Regions from separate parts of the Mus musculus genome. Here regions 1 and 3 are each linked to region 2. Evidence: chromatin contacts called from public targeted proximity ligation data. All regions are on one chromosome and are shown on one strand. The core of a region is the stretch at or near the end of the contact, and the rest is flanking DNA. Distances in the headings are between cores, read along the strand shown.

Region 1 (2,700 bases), core at 182-2,681, 520 kb before region 2:
AAAGGAAGGAAGAAAGGAAGAAAGAAAGAAAGGAAGAGGTTCTGCTTGTATATGTGTGTGGTGTCTTTACACCTGTGTAAGGAGCTGCTCAGATGTGGAAAACAGAAAGATCACATATCCTTCTTTATGACTCTCTCTGTCTTCTTCCCTTTACACAGGCTCTCTCTCTGAACCTGCAGCTAGGTCGTTAGGCAGGAAGTCCCAAGACCCTCCTCCCTTTAACCCCCACACTGACCCCATTCCCCATCCATGCCCTATAATGCTAGGATTCCAAACGTATAAGTGAATTCTGGGTATTTGAACTCAGGTCCTCCTACTGGTACAACAAAAGGCTCTCAGCTGCTACATCATCTCCTCAGCTTCATCTATTGAGGTCTTGGTCTCAGACAAAAAGACTTCGTTTTGGAAACAGGGTCATTACAGACTTCGTGAATTAAGATGAGGTCATGAAGCCTTGTGGGAGGGGTGGTGCCATGTGGACTGGTGGTGAACATCTATAATCCCAGCATGGTGGAGGCTGAGGCAGGAATATTGTGAGTCTGTGGCCAGTCTGAACTAAAAAGCAAGATCCTGTCTAAGGTAAAACTGACCTTGAACTTCCTGATTTTTTTTTTCTTTTCTTTCCTTAATTTTATTTTACCTATGTGTGTGCATAAGGTGCCTGCTTGGAGCCTGCAGAGGACAGCAGAGAACATTGGACCTCCTAAAGTGGGGCTAAAGACCCAGTTGTGAGCAAACATGTACATACTGGGAACGCAGGGTCCTGAGCCAGAGCCGCCAGGGCTCTTAACTCTGAGTCATCTCTGAAGTCCACCCTGAGTTCCTTGCCTCTAATTTCAAGGACTGGTATTGGATCATAGACCAGTCTTGCCTTGAGCTCACCAAAATCCTTCTGCCTCCGCCGTACTGTGTTCAGCCTTGCATTCTTTTTAGGTGTGGATGTTTCGTCTGCCTTTTTATGTGTGTGCACCAAGTCAAGCTTGGTGGAGGTCAGAGAAAAGCATGGGTCCTCTGGAAGTGGAGTTACAGATGGTGAGCCACAATGTGGGTGTGGGGACCTAAACTTGATCCCAGGTCCTTTGCAAAAGCAACAAGTGCTCTGAACAGCTGAACCAGGTCTCCAGCCTCCTTGTAGTGTTTTAGAGCAACAGTTTCCCTCACATCTTAAACTGGCCATAATACACACTGCAGGGGCGCTACTGCGCCTGAGTTTAATCCTAGGACTACAATCTCCCAGAAGTCACGGAGGAACTTCTTCTGGCGTGATCCTAGATGACCAATCGTTGAGGAGCTCAGCTTACCCGCCCTGGAGCAGCAGGACTACTTCTTCCATAAGCCATTGCGGGTTTGGCTGTCATTTTCAGATTTAGAGAGGGCCGGGTGAGCAAGGACTCCCCATTTCCCAGCAGGCAGTGCGGCCATAGGAGGCGCGGGACTTCATTTCCCAGCAGGCTTCAGGCGGCGGGCGCCGCGGTGCCTTGTGTGGGATGTAAGCGCGGAGGTGGGCGCGGGGGACCGAAGCCGGGACTCTCCTTGGGACTTGTGGGAGGCTGGTTTGGGTTTGCCTTCTGGACAGGCTCCAGAGGGCCGGGTAGAGATTGTAGGGACTGGAGGGGCGGCCTTTGAGGGTCCCCAATAGGTCTTTGGGAGCAGCCTCATCGGGGCTGGGGGTCCCGGAATTGTAAGGAACTAGAAGGCCCTATATAGCCTTGGTTGAAGGGTCTCAGAAACCGAGCCGCCGCCCGTGAGCACAGGACGAAGCGGCTGGCGAAGCAGAATTGTGGCGGAGGGTAGAGCCTTAGCCGAGCCTGGGAGGGGGCTCTCTCGCCGAGCCCGACCCTCCCTCCCTCGGCTCGCCCGCAGGCCACCGCCCGCCGCCATGGGGCTGAAGGCCGCCCAGAAGACGCTGTTCCCTCTGCGCTCTATCGACGACGTGGTGCGCCTGTTTGCTGCAGAGCTGGGCCGAGAGGAGCCTGACCTGGTGCTCCTGTCCTTGGTCCTGGGCTTCGTGGAGCATTTCCTGGCTGTCAACCGTGTCATCCCCACCAACGTGCCGGAGCTCACCTTCCAGCCCAGCCCCGCACCCGACCCTCCTGGTGGCCTCACCTACTTCCCGGTGGCCGACCTATCCATCATTGCTGCCCTCTATGCCCGATTCACCGCTCAGATCCGCGGCGCTGTGGACCTCTCCCTCTATCCTCGAGAGGGAGGTGTTTCTAGTCGCGAACTGGTAAAAAAGGTCTCGGATGTCATATGGAACAGCCTCAGCCGCTCCTACTTCAAGGACCGGGCCCACATCCAGTCCCTCTTCAGCTTCATCACAGGTTGGAGTCAGACAGGTGGTCAGGAGAGCAAATGAGTGTTGTCTTACCTCTTCTCATGTCTGAACAATATGGCTTATAGCCCTTTTGAGACTTGTAAACCTTGTGTGGTGGGGCAGGTATTATTTCTCCTTCGCAGTTGTGGAAAGAGAATTCTGAAGAGGGGAATGTCAGAATGACAGGGCTGAGACTGGAACCTGGTCATTTGGTGCCAGCTTTTACTCCCCAGTCTTTCAACAGTCCCAGCCCTGCCATTGAATAGCCAGAGGGATCTGGCAGCCCAACATATGGGGAAAGAAGGTGGTAGCAGACTGGGGAGGTAGGACAAATGGGTGGGTACATTTGAGACAATTAAGATTATACCTTTGAAAATATTTTG
Region 2 (2,700 bases), core at 39-2,538:
GTACCTCCTGGATTGCACCAGCCAGCTCGCTCTGGACGTCAAGGCTGAGGCCCCGGATGTGACGGATGAAGAGCTCCCGGTGTTCACACTGTGGTGGACAGAGAAGGCCCAAAGCTGGCACACAGAGGCCCCTCCTCCTGTCAGAACTCCATTCTCTTCTCCCGTCCCCTCTTCACCTGCACTGAGGCCCCCAGCAACAGCCGAAGGATGCTTTCCAGCTCGTCCACTGCCTCTTCTGCTGGGCACAAGCCACAAAGGGTTAAATAGGGACATGGGGCAGGGACAGAGGACAGAGGGTGGGTAGGAAGCAGCACCTGAGAAGGGGTCACACCCCATTGTCTGGAGGTCTGGAGGTGGTGATAGGATCAGCAGCTGTAGCTCCTCCTAGAATAGGCCAACACTAAGAAAGACACCTTCACAGGGGCTGCTGGGCCTCCTGTCTGGCCTTCCCAATGTTTTACCTGGTAAAAATCCCTCAGTCGCCCCCATAGATGACAGAGGTTCCACATCCGACAGGCTGCAGGACCATCACGGCCCCTGACCATTCGAAGTCCTCCTCGGGAACTGGGAGCACTATGATCACCCAGGGAACATGGGTGAGAGGTTGGCTTGAGGACCTCCCCACAACCCAGACAGGCCTTGCCCTCCACCCTCAGACTCCTCCTACTATTCACAGCCCCCCCCCCAACTCAACTTCCCCATGTCACTTACATGATGCCCAGCACCCGAAGGAGTAAGGCTCCATCGATCAGCCGCAGGAATCTCTTCTCTGTACAAAGAGCCCCCTCTTCCTCCTCCTCCTCCTCCTCCTCCTCTGTTCCCCCCGCTGATTCTTCTGCCTCCCCCACCAGCCCAGCCAGTCCCAGTGCCTGTGGAAACAAATAGAAGTCAGCTAAACAGGTAGAAACTCCCCACCACCACCACCCCCAACTAGTAAACTCATCCTGAGTCCCTGATCTGTCCCAAAACACTCTATGATTCCCACTACCACCCCCCCACACACACACACACACTTCACCAGTGCCCCTGAATGCCTCCTGCCCCAGTTCCCAGACCAGCTTCCCCTCCCCCCCCCCTGCTGATGCTATACACCCAGCCCCTCCTCCCCCAGCCCTCAGTCTGCCCCACACTCTCTTCCTCTCCCACCTGACCCTCACCCAGGTGGCCAGACTCCCACTCAGAAAGCCTCTGAGCCTGGGCCCCTTGGCCCCCTCCATGTTGGGGGTCAGGGTGTAGTCCCTGTCACGCTGTGGCAGCTACACCTGCTCTGAGAGGAAGAGGAAGTCCCCGGCTGGGGGATCCCAGAGGCCCAGCCACAGACCCTGTACAGCTTCCTTCTTCCGGGGTTCTGCAGGGCTGCGAATCGTGTCTCAGCACATACACGCAAACACACACACACATCTTCCCTGGGTCTCAGATAAGGTAAGACTAGCTACAAAGCTGTAAGTTAGCTGAGGGGAGGCCTACAGGGTTCCTGACTCCATGGGAATAACGGGAAGACCTTTTCTCTCGTGGGCAAGAGAGAGTGACCTCAGCCTGGCACTCTGTCGTCACTAAAAGAGCTCTGGCCTTGCCTTGGAGTCAATAGGCTGGTCTAGCATTCACTATAGGTAGTCCAGGATGGCCTTGAATTTGTTCTTCATTTGTTGGTATCTCCTTCTTCAGTCTCATGCCAATCTGTCAGCTGTTGAAGCCTGCTACAGGTGCTGCATGTCCCAGCCAGCTCCTCTGAACCCCAGGAGAGAGTAGACGCTGACCCTCCTGGACTTTGTAAATACTACACTGAAAATGGAGGAAGGCCAGTAACCGCAGTTACCAGACTCAGTTTCCCATCTGTAAACTCCTTAAAAGGAAGCACACAATACCCGGGAATGTGACTCAGTCCATAGAGGGCCTGCTTAACATATACAAGGCCCTGGGTTCAATCTCTAGTACCTTATAACCGGGAGTAGAGATGCATGCCTGTGATTCCAGCCCCTTGAAGGGTAGAGACAGGAGAATCAGGAATTCAAGGCCATCCTGGATTACCTATAGTGAATGCTAGACCAGCTAAACCAATTTAGTGAGACTGTTTCCCAAAATAATGATGATGCTGGCCAGGCATGGTGGCACACATCTTTAATCCCAGCACTCAGGAGAAAGAGATAGGTGGATCTCTGAGTTCAAAGCCAGCCTGGAGTTCTAGGACATCTAGGCCTGTTTAGAGAGACCCTGTGTTAGAGAGAGAGAGAGGAAGAGAGGGAGAGAGAGAGAGAGAAAGAGAGAGAGAGAGAGAATAGTCACATGAAATAAGACACTGTAGTCCTACTAAGTGCTTTCACAGGGCAGTCAGGGAAGGCTTCCCAGAGGAGGCAGGAGGCAGCCTGCTGAGAGGGAAGGATAGCCAAGGAATCAGCAGCTAGAAGCATAGATCAGGAACTACTTGTGTTTGTCTTCTTGTCTGTCTCGGTCATCATTTCTAAAGTCAGGTGACAAGGTACTGTTGCCCTTCAGCTGGCTTCAGCCCTGATGCAGCTGTCATTGCAGGCACAAGAAAATTCCAAAGCCCCAGCAGCAACTCCCGAGAAAGGCTTGAGGAGCTTAGAGGAGGACTCTGAGGTCTTTCAGGGAGCACTCTGAACCCACAACCCAAATGGTGGGAGCACCAGAGGGAGGGACCTGACCCTGGTTTTCAGGTCCCCAAGCTGGTGGTGGAAACTG
Region 3 (2,700 bases), core at 2-2,501, 640 kb after region 2:
AAAGAGGGGTTAAAGAAGTGTAAACAGGATTTCTTTAGGTAGGCTACGAATAATTTTTACCTCATAACCTTTGGCATAATTGCTCAGGAAGTAAAGATAGCTGAAAGGCTTGGCAGGGTGTAGAGATAGAGGGAAGTTCAGGGTAGGCCGAAGGAATAAAGAAAACATTTGCTGAATGAACGAAACAATGGTGAGGAAAAATCAAGTCACTGGGGTGACACTACCTCCATCTATAGGATTTGTTAGAAAACAGTATTTAGTTGTGGCAAATTGTATTTTCACAATATGTCAAGTATGAATAAAAGCATTTCCCAACAACTTCCTTTTGTAAAGTAACTTTGAATCACGGTCCTAGAAGTCTAAAGTTTACAAAAGGTGGGTCATGGCTCAGAATAGTCTGAGGTCGCGCGAAAATGAGACAGAGACTCACTATGTAGTTCAGGAAGGTATTGAACACCTGATCCTCCTCTCCTGGTCTCCAGTACTGGGATTACCAGCGTGCCACCCGGAGCCTGACTTAGTAAGGTCTTACTTTAGCTTTTTGTTTGTTTGTTTTGTTTTGTTTTTTTGTTTTTCGAGACAGGGTTTCTCTGTGTATCCCTGGCTGTCCAGGAACTCACTTTGTAGACCAGGCTGGCCTCGAACTCAGAAATCCTCCTGCCTCTGCCTCCCAAGTGCTGGGATTAAAGGCGTGCGCCACCACGACCGGCGTTACTTTAGCTTTTAGTAAGCCTTGGTCAGATCAGAGATTAGGGGTGATGGTGATGATAATGAAGTCACGATGGTCTGTCCTTGTGAAGTCAAAGTCGAAGCGTTCGCGTCATCATGTTAATTCTTTCATACCACCACCTGTAGTCCTGGCCAGCGAGGAACACCAGAGCCCAGCACGCGGGCCGGGTGGGGGCTCCCGGCGGGAACCGGGTGGCCAAAGCCCGGCCCTGGTCCCCGGGTTAGGCGCCGGGCAGGGTCTTCCGAGAGCCCTCCTCATTTTTTTCCCTTTGCAAGGCCTAATGGGAGTTGTAGTTCAGCGGTAGGAAGACCCACTCGGCCCAGTCCTGTCCTCCGTTTCCTCTACGCCCCGGATGAGGGCGAACACCCGGGTCAGAGGGGCCGGGCCCAAGAAAACGCCGAACTACAATTCCCGATGGACCCGACATTCCAGTACGCAGTCACAGGTACCCGCGGCACGATCCCCGCTCCGGCGCACGCGCACCGAACGGTGGCGGGACTCGGCCGCGTGCGCTTTCCCGCCCTCGTCACGCCCTGCGCCATCGGCAGGGCTGTCTCCTGAGCTGTAGGCTTTCTCCGCGCGCCCCTCCTTCTCGGTTTCTCCCCAAGTCCAGGCTCCGCCTGTTTCCCTCCTCCAGGGCAGCCTCAACCCGCTCCTGTCTTCTCTGCCTCTGCTACTTCTGCTGAAGGAGGAGGCTCCATGTTGTCCCCTCAGCGAACTGCAGCGGTGGCATCGAGAGGAGCAGGTGAGGCGTCCAATTTTCCCGGGACCCGGTCCGTGGTTACCCACGCTGCCTCCCAGTGCTTCGGCTCCGAGGTGACAAGCCGTCCCTGCCGCCGCCTTTTTTGGTGTGGCGACGGGAGGCCGCACCGCCGGGTGTCTCGGCTCGGAATTCAGGGCCGGGGCTCCTGGAGCGGGGAACGTTCCCAGTCTCCGCCGGGAGCCCGCGGCCTCCTGCGGCCTGGTGTTCTGGCCCGTCGAGCTCCGCCCTGTGCTGGGCAGGGCGTGCCGGGCGGTGGCGCGCTCCGGGTCGGGAAGCGAGGTTGGCGGTCCGTCTTAACGGGCCGGGATCGGCGGAAGGCTTTATTGTTGAGCCTTAAAGTGCTGGAATGCTGCGGTGCAGCCTTGGAGTTGAAAGGTTTTATTTTAAACGAAAAGACCTTGAGATACTGACAAGTATTAGTAAAGTTCGTTTTCCACCCGCGCTTATCTCCATGTTTGGTGATAAAAGAATTGGCCTAAATTTGGTTGTTTTGTTTTGCAAGTTTTTTGTTTTGTTTTTTTTTTTTTTAAAGTAAGTTTGGTTCCTTTGGCTTTGCCGGAGACATAAAATGAGGTGGTAAAAGTACTAAATGAAAACCAAATAGTCCCTCCGTAAATTCATGGATGCAGTTTCGCCTGTCATTTTACCTGGCACTGTGCTTGTTTAATGGGTATGGCCCTGAAATGATTGCAAGTTTCAGTTGCGAAATCTAAAGGAAAAAAAAAAGAAGAGTCAACAGTAGTGTTTGAAGAATTTTTTAGCAAACCCCAGTCTTCAAATTTGAGTACGAAGTGGAATGTTTTGCAAAAGGTGAAGAAAAAAAAAAAAAAAAAAAAAAAAACCCCTAGCAGTCTAAAACGTCATGGTTCTCAGTTTTGTTTTGGAGAAGTGGAGTTAAGTAAAACCTACGTTAAGGATTTGTACTCTATGTCAGTATTCAGCTTACATACAAACTGCAACATCAAATGAGGGCTGTTTTGCTTCCTACGAAAACCAGCTTGTATTCTAGAAATTCCTGTGCAGCTTTTACATGCGTGAGGGGATGTATGGGTGAAAAACATTTTCACCTAGTGAAGCATAAGGCCAATACCAACATTGTTTTATTTTCGGTAGTTTACTGTCTTTTGTAATAGTCATAACCATAAGAAAAACAGTTGAGGGGTGGTGGTGGCGCACGCCTTTAATCCCTGCTCTTGGGAGGCAGAGA

Evidence for each region.
Region 1: a targeted proximity ligation map of pancreatic cancer cells shows a contact between it and region 2. A contact is called at or near these places in 5 of 39 promoter capture datasets (the C10 cell line, liver, neural stem cells and 1 more), 3 of 130 datasets of targeted methods (bone marrow-derived macrophages, large pre-B cells and pancreatic cancer cells) and 1 of 9 other capture datasets (liver).
Region 3: a contact with region 2 is called in a targeted proximity ligation map of pancreatic cancer cells. A contact is called at or near these places in 2 of 130 datasets of targeted methods (microglia and pancreatic cancer cells).

The regions. Positions count from the first base shown.
Region 1 is chr19:6,333,582-6,336,281 of GRCm38.p6, forward strand. It overlaps Men1 (multiple endocrine neoplasia 1), which reads left to right and starts at 1,432. Exons shown (of 10, transcript NM_001168489.1): 1 at 1,432-1,501; 2 at 1,864-2,324. The coding sequence starts at 1,880.
Region 2 is chr19:6,856,923-6,859,622 of GRCm38.p6, forward strand. It overlaps Ccdc88b (coiled-coil domain containing 88B), which reads right to left and starts at 1,289. Exons shown (of 27, transcript NM_001081291.1): 1 at 1,158-1,289; 2 at 712-869; 3 at 462-573; 4 at 315-384; 5 at 177-235; 6 at 5-88. The coding sequence starts at 1,217.
Region 3 is chr19:7,493,187-7,495,886 of GRCm38.p6, forward strand. Atl3 (atlastin GTPase 3) reads left to right here and starts at 1,252. Exons shown (of 13, transcript NM_146091.4): 1 at 1,252-1,475. The coding sequence starts at 1,430. Gm52401 (a long non-coding RNA gene) reads right to left here and starts at 608. Exons shown (of 2, transcript XR_003952920.1): 1 at 431-608.